2 separate regions of the Cyprinus carpio genome follow, and region 2 is linked to region 1. A link is a contact called in public Hi-C data. All regions are on one chromosome and are shown on one strand. Each heading gives the region's core, a stretch centred on a gene start, on an enhancer-like site or on the middle of the called end of the contact. The rest is flanking DNA. Distances are from core to core; before and after follow the strand shown. Region 1 overlaps LOC109048315 (protein tweety homolog 3-like). Region 2 holds the start of LOC109050631 (AP-5 complex subunit zeta-1-like).

Region 1 (5,993 bases), core at 3,290-5,789:
AATATGACTAAGACAAATCAAAGTCACCTCCTAACACTTCCGCTTTTATTAAAATTGGAAATGGTGTGTGGGTCGCTCTCAGCCGAATCTCCCACTGCAACTCATGTGACAAGTAACCTGCAGGGGAATTTTTATGTATAATGAGGTCAGAGCTATTCTCGGTTAAGACACATGCTTCACTCTGACAATCTTATTGTGACAACCACACAAATGGTGACACCCGTGATGGGTTTGGCCTGATAATCAGTTAATCTGCATGGCCTTACTGAACCCCTCTTACATTTAAGCATTTCAAATCTCTCAAATCGCAGAGTTTCCATACGGTTTTCAACCTGTGCCAAGCTGTCCGTCAAACTCACAGTGTGTGATCACAGGAGAGATGGGGAAACCATTGTGCTGGTTCAAAAGGGCCCAGCGAGTCAAACTAGAAAAGCGAGCAGATCTTAAAAGCACAGACTGTACTGCTAAAAGTGCATCATTGCTCAGTGCATTTACTTTAAAACACAAAGCCTGCTTGTTCGTCTCAATGTAATTCTTTGGGCTTATTGGGCTCAGATGATTCCAGTGAATTTTCAGATCAGAGGTTTTATAAGACCTGTATTTTGATCAAATAAATACTGCCTGGCTGTTCATTTATCTCCGTCATTCACAAGTTAAAATCTCGGTTAGGGTAATATTATAGGGTAATCATGCAGCTCTCGTTTATTAGACATAAGGCATGGTAATTAGGTTACCTTAGTTAACAGTCTTCAGAGCAGTCAATCTGCCCTCAAAACCAGGGATTGTTCATGATGGTTGACCAGCTGAAGGATCTTTGGCCATTGCAGCAAGTTAAAAATATCAAGATCCCTGTGTTTTGCACATCCTTACATTGAAAGAGTTTCAAGACCTCTTCGTTGAATTTGGAGAACACATCCATTACTTCATTGCATTCTGTGTGATGGAGATTGGAGGAGATGGGAAATCATTTCCACAAGCCAAGACAACCCAGTCCTTGTGGGCAAAATGCTAAACCGATCTAATTTTAGAAGCACTATTAAGCCTTGTGCTGTATAGACTGTGAAGTCCACAAACCAGAGTGTCCAATATTCACAGTGGCACTTCAAGAAAAATGAATCTTTTGTGAAGTCTTCTGAATCTTTCACTCTTTGACAGTTCCAAAACAGACAGTGAGGGTTGTGTCGACTTAAAACGTTTACGAATCTTTTGTATCTGACTTACATGTGAATAATTAAACAGACTCATATTGAGGATAGATGAATAAACCAAGACGACTTCATTGATGACCATCTACTTTAAGTAAAAGATGATAAACCATGTACCTCTTTCCTAGTCAACATCAATAACTGACTAAACGGTTGTCGGATGATTAGACAGACATCGTGACCCACTGCTAATATGTAAACACGATCTAACCCACTTATGATCTTAACACTTACCAGGGTCACTGAAACAGCTGTTCCTTTCAATACAACAATGGGAAAAGTTAGGCAGGATCTTATCTGAGACAAATGTGGTGTGAATGATGACGACAATGTGTGATATGACGTCTCAAGATGAGGAAATGTGTGACTTCGTGCCAACACCATCTGGGAGAATGGCCAGTAAGCACTCTTGATATGATTAATCAGTGCTTAAATACCCTCATTTACAAAGAATGACAACTCTTGCCAGAACTGCATAGCTGACAACCTCCGATAATGTGTTTGGAGAATGTGATTAACAGCCTTTGTGCCCATGAGATCATCTCAGCGTACTGGCAAAAAGCTGAGTCTTTATATAAATATGCAACGAAACTAAATAATCAGCCCTAGTAGAAAATGGCAGAAGAAACAGAGGTTTGCATGTCTACTAAATCCATCTACTTAATTGGTTTCAAACAAGAAAACGAAGTAAAAAAAAAGGGGGGAAAAAAAAAACATTAGATTAGCCAGCGTGGGGACATCAATGCCAAAAACAACTTTAGACGTTGTTTTTACTTCCTGTAGCTAAAAGTGCTTGCAACACCAAGGTCACAGGTTCGACTCCCAGGGAACGCATGAATTGATAAAATGTGTACTTTGAATACAATGGATAAAAGCACCTGATAATGCATTAAACCTAACACAACCTTCAACAGACTTCCTCACTGAAATACAGCTGGCATTTGCCAACTCGGAGTGCTTGCGTTTTCCTATGAGAACTTGTGCCAAGGAGGTCACTGCAATTACTGAGATTTCAATCCTGCAATATTTCTCCTTTTGCTGCTAACAGGAAAAGACCCAGACTCAGCTTTTCTAAACAGACGGTAATCTTCTGCAGACTATCTTAATGGATCTACTCTTTCCATATGCTCATTCAGGACACGGTGTAGCGAGAAACCCCTCGGAGCGATACCACTGCCCAAGAACAACAGCAACATTTCAAACACAAGCTCACTGTGCTGATGTGCTCCTGGCTGTAGGCCATCATACTGATATTTGCTAAATATGCACCACCCTTTATCCGGTCACATTTCAGAGAAAAACCATACATGGAATCTCACTGTGCTCTACTAAACAAAGACAAAAAAGCTATGTCACATTAAGGGACTGTTTTTTTATAATTGATTTAATATTTAATTTATTTGTATTTTTTTTTATTCCCTTATCTACAGGATACTACACTGAAAAAAAAAACAAAGAAAAAAAAAAGATTTAAAGGGTTAGTTCACCCAAAAATGAAAATTAGCTTGTGTTTCACTCACCCTCGAGGCATCCTAGGTGTGTATATGACTTTCTTCTTTCAGACAAATCCAGTCAGAGTTATATAAAAAATTGTCCTGGCTATTCCAAGCTCTATCATTGCAGTCAGCAGGTGTTGCAGTTGAACAGTCCACAAGTCGTCAAATAAAGCGCACGCGTTCATAATAAATGTGCCTCACACCGCTCCGGGGGGTGAATAAAGGCCTCCTGTAGCAGTGTGTTTTTGTTAAAAAAAATATCTATATTTCAAACGTAATAAACACTTTTCTCTCACTTATGTTATCCTTCACACGCGGAAGCCGTTTCGGTGGATGACGTAGTATGTCGGCATTGCGTGATTAGTTGACGAACGTGGAGAGAGAACAAAACAAAATGCTAGTCATGAATTAGAAGTACAAACCGAGGATTTGCAAAGAAAAATGTCAGAGGATTTCGATATAAACCAAGAGGAGACTGGTTTTCCTTTGCTTCTATAAACAAACTTGCAAGACTAGCATATCTCAGAGGCGTGCGCTGAGCATACATGCTACATCATCCACCGGAACGGCTTCTGCGTATGCGGATGATGGAAGTGAAAGGAAAGTGTTTATTATGTTTGCAATACTGATATTTTTCTCACAAATATGCATGGATTCACTACAGGAGGCCTTTATTCACCCCCCAGAGGTTTCTGAAAAAAGCAAAGCTTAATAGTTTAATTTAATTTAAGCAAATCTTTACACTCTAAAAAAAACACAATATTGTTAAACTTAAAACCTGAAATATACATGTTGATAACACAAACCATTGCTTTCTACTGATTTAATTTTCCTTAGGGAGCCATATAGCCTCCACCTTGTCATGGAAAAGGAGTGAGGCTCTTTTCATTTGCAGTTGGAGCAGCAAGGGGCCAAATCTGGGTCAGAGATTTCTTTGGGAAACCAACAGTAATCTAGGGAGGAGTTAGAAACACTTTCAGAGAGGATGTCAAAAGCTTTTCAGCCTTTGAAGGCAGACTGGATGGCAATACCCCCCCCACCCCACCCCACACACACACACACACACACACACACACAGACACACACACACACACACACACACACACAGGAAGTCAGTAGTTAACACCTTACTGTAAATGTAAACTGAAAAAAAACAAAAACAAAAAAAAGATCTGGAGTCAAATGAAAGCAGACATAAATATTTCAAACAGGGTTGTTTACACACCGCTCCATGATTGGCTCCTTCTCAAATCCTTAATAACCAGCCAACCACGTGACAAAATTATTGGCAGTATGCCACTTTGAGAGACAGCTTGTGTTTCCTGCCTGGCCTGACTACAGGACGGCCTCGTCAGTCTGTATCACACCATGCAAACACGCTGACAAAACAGATTAGCAGCATCCCTGGCTGCTCTCACTTCCTGTGCGCCCAACGACATCCCTGAGAATGACACGCTAGAATGACTAAAATGACTCAACAAACACTAGAGCTACAATTATCAAAAAGGAAATGTTTCCAGCGCTCCCCCACGACATGAAGAGGCCAGTCACGAATTTCTCCAACCTCTCCCACAGCCAGCCTGGGGAGTGGGTGTGGGAGTGGGAAATCATGTGGGGGTTTTGTTTTTCAAATCTGAACTTCAAGCCCTGCTCAAGCCCACATTCCCACAACAAGCAGACAGAAAAAATGAAATCAAAACTGTGATGCTTTTAATCCATGACTGTTAGCTTGGAAATCAAAATCTAGTATATAACTAGTTCATCACTAAAATTCTTTTAAGATTTACAGTTTTTCTCTTCCAGCAAAACAGTCAGAAGAGAAATGGTACAAAGGCTTTAACCTTTTAAAAGGTACTAATACAGGGGTAAATATGATTCAAAAGTGTACCTTCTGAAAGGGGACCACCCCAGTGACAGCTTTTGTACCATTTTTCGGAGATAAATCTAATAAAATTTTCTAGAATGAGAAACGTTTCATCCCTTTAATTAGGGCTGGGCGATAAAATTATAACAATAATTATTATGATAAAATGTTCCTTGATAAAACAATAACAAGAATTCAATATAATGTTTATGTGCCAAAAGTGGAATAAAACAGCGTGACTCATTTGAACCTCGCCACATGGAGCATTTATCTGCTCGGCTCAAAGTTCAAGCAGCAGCGCAGCGGGAGCTCACTGGAACAGATGCGTTTACTCGATGATCTCAGTCACACGACACTAAACAGAGCTGTGAGATCCAGTGTGAAGCACTTCAATTCGGTGATGAACACAAATGACTCATGATTTAAACTAGTTTAGAGCCAGATGAAACAGTGCTGACAAACAGCAGAAACACGGTGCGCAACGAGACAGTCAGAAGCTTTTCAATCAACAAATCCAGGGCTCTAGACTAACTTTTTGCACTGGTTGCACTGGTGCGCCTAAATTTTTTTTTTTTAATTTTCGACTGCATCACATTTAACATCACAGTTTTACAAGTGCACTTTTTTTTTTTTTTTTTTTTTTTTTTTTTTTTTTTTTTAAATCGCTGTCCATATAGACAATATTGACTTGTAAATGATTAACTAACAATCTGGTCAACATAAAGTTCTATATTTGAAGCACAATTCTACAAGAAAGGTAAATTACTGAAAAAGTGTTGGTGCTTAAAGTGCTTCACTGAGTTGAAATTTAAACTTAAAACATCTCAAGATAAATGAAATAAAAAGAAAATCTAAATTAAGTGTTTAAAGGGCTTCAAACTGAACATCTCATGGCTCAATGTCTTATGGACTATCCTCCATCGCAGTCACATGCCCCTTGGATGGCCAACTCCTGTAGCTTGGTCTTCTTGATCTTTGGCCTTGGCTAAACCAGCTGGCCACACTCTCTCTAGCATCAAAATCTTCCAGACTTGGCCACTCTAGACTGATTCTGATCAGATCTTCCACTGTGTCTGAATGAAGGGATGCTCTAGTGTCTGATCTGAACAGCTAAACAGTCCCTAAACAGCTTATACTACTGTCTCAGCTATTAAAATTTTTCAGTCTTGTATGTAATAGCAAAGTAATTATATTTCATTTCGTTTTTTTGTTAAGTTAATTTAGAAAAACCTTTGGAGCATTTTTCTTGTTTGGTAAATATACGTTTGAGCCTTTGTTTGATCAATTAAGCCTTCTCAAATCATCACGACTCACCTAAATTAAAATTTATAGATATAAAACAGTTCAAGCATATAACAATGTTTAAACGTTAGACCCAGATAAATGTGCGCTATATCCAGTAGTTTGTGCAGAGACGCTTCAGGACGT
Region 2 (6,079 bases), core at 444-2,943, 560 kb before region 1:
CATAATTCATGTTGACGTCTTTGCATTTTCCAGATTATAGTATTTTCAATCATGCCTATCAATGTATAAGAAGCTAACTACAGAGAGGGTCCATTTTGAAAATCTGCGATTGGCATTGAGTTTGTTGGAACAAACAGAATGGAACAGATTTGGAGAAATTTACATCACTTGCTCACCAGTGGATACTCTACTGTGAATGGGTGCCGAACATCTGATAAAACATCACAATAATCCACAAGTAATCCACACAACTCCATTCCAGCAATCAGCATCTTGTAAAGCAAAAAGATGCATATTTGTAATAAACTTTGAACTACTGCTCCTGGAGTCTTTTATCCAAAATATTAGTCATCTAGTCTGAATCAGGAGAGAAATATGCACAGATAGAACAGCATTTAAAAGTAAAAACAGCCCTAGACAGTTCTAAACAAATATCTTGGTGGATTTTGATGTGAGAGGACACCAGCGATGGACTTTTTCCACCGGAGGAAGCGTTTTTATGGATTATAGACTCTGTATTTTTAGCCAGAAGCAATGATTTAAAGTTAAAACACCTTAATGAGGGATTTGTTTCTTACAAACACACAGCTTTTCACTTCACAAAATGTTAACTGATGGACTGGAGTCTTGTGAATTACTGTGATGTTGTATTAGTTGTTTCTGATTTCATTACTTCTGACATTTGGACCCCACTGTAATTCCCAAAGACACTTCTAATAGGGTTTTGGGTTTCAGAAATGTGATCAATTTTACCATCTGTGAGAATCTCTGGATAAGCAGTAATCATTTTAGAGAGAATGGGAAGCGTATGTCTGGATATCTGCCCGTCAGACAGCCGAGACTCAAGACTTTTCAGCAAATGGTGGCAGAGGGGCATCACATCTTCTTTATTTCCAGCCTGAGGGCAATTAGATGATTAGTTAAGTGTTCATGAACAGAACACAAGCTGATCACGAACAGCATGTGACTCACCTGAGTGAGGACAACACTGGCCACATAGCTGAAGGTCCTGCTGTCGTGACTGGGATCTGAGCAGAGGCTGTGTACGCTGGGAGGAGAGCTCTCCCGGATGATGGAGGAGGAGAGAACCTGAAGATGCTCTGGACACGAGGAAGAACGAAGAACCGTCTGCAGCTTCATCACCAGATCTGATGGGAGCCTGATGGTAATGGAGGTGTTCAATTATACACTTAAAATGCTCCTAAATATACTTTTCTGCACTCTATGTGCTGTTCAGATATATTTCACATGAATACGACTCACTCTCGTGCATATTTAGTGGCAGAAACTATCAGACTGAGTCTCTGGAGGGAGTCCACCGTGTCTCCACTAACGTCTTTAGTGTGGAGCTGCTTAAATATACGCCCGCAAAACCTCTGCAGCTCTTCCTCCTTTATTTCTCTGAAAAGCACATTTGAACGAATTACTCAGTTGTCACTGAGAAGAACTTGTCTAACTCATAGACTATAAACTGACCACTCGTGTGACGAATACAGCTTTTGACAGTAAACATTTTACGTAAAGATACCGTTTTACCTTGCCTGCTTTATTAAACTCTCCGTCGCGGCAGCATACATTCTGAAAATAATGCAATAACATGTCAAAACATTAAACTAGAATCAAAACATTTGCTCCCTCCGCTAAAATGTCCTGACAACAAATCACATGACAACAATTGGTTCCGCTTTTCCGCGTAAGTCGGCCACAAAACAGTGTAACAAACAGGAGGGTACAATCGGCGTGTATTCATACAGTGGTAGAATATCATATTTAATAATTAGAATATTCTATGTGTACAAAAAAATCTACTTAGAATATTCGTATCTCTCGGTAGATATATGATTTATACACGCTTCCCCTTTTGCCAATCGGGGGGATCATTTTTAACTTCCAATTTATTGAACCTCTTAAAGCAACAGGCATATGAAAATTGTTTATAGTAAAAATGGAGCGAGTAGAACGCTTGTTATTCCGAAATGAGCCACAGAATATAAGAAGAATTACACATCCATATGTAGAATATTCATTCATTTATGGTTACATACATCTATGGCTAAACTATAAATGTGGGTTTGGTCCCCTTGAGAAAGATCAGTGTTCATAAGAAACAATAAAATCCAAATTCGCCTTATATACTAAATAACATCTGCAGACTTATAACATGACAAGCAATAATCAACCTGTAAATGAATTCAAAACTTGAAAGGAAAAAAATAGTGTTTTTTTAATAGAATCAATGTAAATATACCCTAATTCCCCAATAATTATAGTGCACTGATATATGAAGAAAGTTTTTTTTTCTAAAAATAAAATAAAATCTAGTTTTATATTTACCTACTACCTTCTCTACAACAAAATATAGAAATACACTAAATGTATAACCATCATTTAACTAAATTACTGAAGGACTAACTACAATAAAAAACAACATAATCCTATAGCATTGCAGTGTTAATGCACAGTACTTTCTTAACTGTAAAACATTTAAAGAGAAAGTTTTAGGTGTCAAACTAATTAAATAAAATAAAAAGACACTGTTCTGACTAAATTAATAAAGCCAGTCTCGTGATTACAATATCTTTCATTCATTCAGTAAAATCCTTGTCATTAATTTTAAATATTTTAACAAGATTTATAATACTTACACCAATTTTATTTGGTAACACTTTACAATAAGGTCCATTAGTTAACTACTTTAGTTAACACAAATTAAGAATGAACAATACTTCTACAGCATTTATCATTCTTAGTTAATTTCAACATTTATTAATGCATTATTAAAATAAAAAATTGTGCTTGTTAGTTTATGCACTGAGAATTAAAATGAACAATGAATGACTGTATTTTCATTAACTAATATTAAGAAAGATTAAAAAATGCTTTAATGAATTGTTCATGTTAGTTAATACATTAACTAATGGAACCTTATTGTAAAGTGTTACCATTTATTTTTATACAGATCCATTGATGCTGTAAAAATCAAAGCTGTAATTAGCAATCTATAAATTCATACCTACTGTTCTTAAAGTCAGAGATCTTCATTACATGTGCAAGCAGGCTGCAATTGAAACTTTGTAGTTCAAACTTTTTAATAGTTTGTTGTTAACATTCCAGCATATTCAAGAGTTCTGCTCAGGCAGGGACAGAGTTTTGGAGCACATGGTTATAAAGAGTGTTAATGCAATACAACTTGGAAGCAAATTGTGAAAAATTGAGAAACAGAATCAAGCTAGGTACCCTGAATACAATAAAGACATGAAAATAAATTACATGAATGATAAAAGAAACAAAATGATGGTGAAGGGGCAGACATTCAAAGCAATGCTTAAACCTTCATCCAAGTGGAATCAAAACAGAAAATGCCATCATCACCGATTCATGTAAAAGATTAGCCAGTGAAGTATTTTTTTGTTCCAGATACACCATTGCATAAAATGCATAGACAGAAGAAAAGTCCTCATACACTTTGTGTAGTTGAATACACATAAAAAAAACAACAGACAAACCTAGAGGCATTCACAGATGCATGGCATGATCTCACTGATTTGTGGGGTGTTTTGTGTACAATGCAAACAGATTATATCTTTTAAATAGAGTCAAAAGAGAGAGAGAGAAAACCTACATCAGTTTAAATTAGAAATGTTTAGTGTAAAACACTTGCATATGCTAATATGCACAACACAAGAAGCACAAAAAGAAATTATAAAAAAAAATCTTTGAATCTTTGTGATAAAAATACTCCATGGTTATATATGCGTACAGACACTGTGACAGATTGTGAAAACAAAAAATATGAAAACCCATTTAGGCAGTGACAGCTAATTCTGTACAATAAGTGTGTTAACAATGACAATGTTTGTTTCACCATTCTACTGGTTACTCCATAATGATCTAAAGGGAAAGAGAGAGAGAAAAAAACATGTACACATGGATTGCTTTCATTTGTCAGGCAAATCAAAACTTTGTTCTTGATTTTTAAATAAAAATATACTTTAAATGGAATAGTGTTTCTCTCATTTATTGTGTTTATTGAAGCCCACTTGAATACATGAAACAACGAGCCATATCCAATCAGACTAATTAAGATCAATCTTTATGTTTTTGCGCTGATATCGGCATCATTTGAATCCAAATGTTCTTTCAAAGCTTTCAAAGGAACAGCTGAATCAAAAATGAAAATTTGGTGAAAATCTACTCACCCTCAGGCCATCCAAGATTTCTTCTTCTTGGTTTGTTTCTTCATCTGAACAGATTTGGAGGAATTTAGCATTACATCACTTGCTGACTTTCTCTGGGGAAAGCAATATAATCGATAGAGGACTATGGATAGCCACAAGAAACAGTCTGAAGTTAAAACTTCATCTCAATGATGAAATTGTTTCTTACACAAACACAGCTTTTCACTTCACAAGACATTAATCGAGGGACTGGAGTCTTGTGCATTACTGTAATGTTTTTATCAGCTGCTTAGACTTTCATTCTGACGGCACCCATTCACTGCAAGAGCATCCATTGCTGAGCAAGTAATGTAATGTTAAATTTCCCCAAATCTGTTCAGATGAAGATATCTTCGATGGCCCAAGAGTCTGTAAATTTTCAGCAAATTTTCATTTTTGGGTGAACTGTTCCTTTAAATCCACAAATAGACATTTCTGTTTACTAACAGATTCCTCTTGATTTATACATTAGTCTACTGAGCTATAAGAAGTTCTGAATCAATAAAAGCTTGCAAATGGTACAAAACCTCACTGGTCAAAAAAGAAAGAACATCTAGATTTCATTTCCTGTGTACTTTTATCATATTGCTCAGTCAATTTCAGTCACAATATAATTCATCATCTCACCTTTTCTTCTAAGGTTCTAAACATTATTACACAGGCAGGATCCTGTTGTTCCTTTTTTCATACAAGATGTGTTCATTTAAACCTGCAAATTAACTTCTTAGTAGGTGAGTTTGATGTGGTTTATCTTTAAGTAGTACATCATAATGATTTCTATTTTATTTAGTCCTGAAAGAAGTGGAGCACTAAGGCACTAATGATGAGGATATGTATTTGGTCTGTTAAAATTTCGATTTCTACTACAAAAGGAACACTGTACGGCTGTCACTGTTCAACTTCACTAGTATACAAAGAAGCTATCGCTAGCTCACGTAAAGCTACTGTAATTTGCATCATACAAAGCGGTCACTGAACTGAATCCTGTTAGTGATTGTCTTGAAAACACATTTGAATCATTCTAACAATATATATTTACTCTTCTCTTAGTAAAACTAGCAAGTCTCATTAAAAGGCTGACTTTGTTTATATTACTTAGAAACAAGTTTCTTGAAAATACTGAACATTCATTTAGTGGCTTCTGTGATTTAGTGATCACGGGAAGTCAGTGGAGAAACAATCAATATGAACAGTTACATTCCTAGGTCTGGAAAAGCATTTGGTTGACATCAGCAACGTATCATGTGCTTGCATTCATCCGTTGATGTTGCTTAAGATATTAAGGGAGCAGAATTTCGGCCAAGTGCTAACCGGGATGGACAGATACGACTGAGCTACACAAAACATCAAAAATGTATCTACATACACATTCTAATGGTTTAATATATTGTTAAGGTCAAAAGTGGGTGTCAGGAGTCAAAACAAATAAACAAACAAATGGTACTTACATTCATTGAGTTCTTTTTAATTTTTGCGCTAAACATAGACCAATTAAGAAATTAGAATTTTTCTAGACATTTCTCTTTGTAGTAAGCAAGAAAGGTAAGAATCCTCCACAGAAAAATATATTGTACACTATAATAATGCAGGTTAAAGGACTCCAGCTAGAAAAGGCCTCTGTTATATCTATTCATTTCCGCTTTGAGTTGTAACAATCTTATTTAATTAAAGACAACCTTTTTTCTTTTAAACAGAGAGATAAATAAATCCTCACAAAGGCCACACGGGTACCTGCAAGGAACGCACAGCTTCCCGTGACCCTTTTTATATACTGCTTCATTTCAGACTGTAATAGCTGCATAGGTATTGGTCCCACCCCGTCCCGAAAAGAAGAACTCTCTCAGCTGTACCTTGTGAGGAAC

What was found. Hi-C and Micro-C count contacts between places; a contact is called where the count stands out from the background.
Region 2: a contact with region 1 is called in a Hi-C map of liver, with 7 times the contacts expected there. The contact joins the promoter of LOC109050631 here to the enhancer-like site in region 1. A contact is called at or near these places in 2 of 8 Hi-C or Micro-C datasets (both in liver).

Annotation. Positions count from the first base shown.
Region 1 is chrA3:17,096,012-17,102,004 of ASM1834038v1, reverse strand. The region is part of intron 1 of LOC109048315 (protein tweety homolog 3-like); the gene reads right to left. Among protein-coding and RNA genes, the nearest start is that of LOC109048315, 11 kb to the right of the region's middle. Within about 2 kb of position 4,539, at least 2 of the 8 cell types and tissues checked have an H3K27ac peak or open chromatin away from gene starts, as enhancers often do. A contact at or near this core is called in liver, where this site is marked.
Region 2 is chrA3:17,652,135-17,658,213 of ASM1834038v1, reverse strand. It overlaps LOC109050631 (AP-5 complex subunit zeta-1-like), which reads right to left and starts at 1,693. Exons shown (of 18, transcript XM_042721217.1): 1 at 1,537-1,693; 2 at 1,264-1,401; 3 at 973-1,159; 4 at 754-898. The coding sequence starts at 1,577. It overlaps LOC109050616 (forkhead box protein K1-like), which reads right to left. Exons shown (of 10, transcript XM_019068187.2): 10 at 3,065-6,079.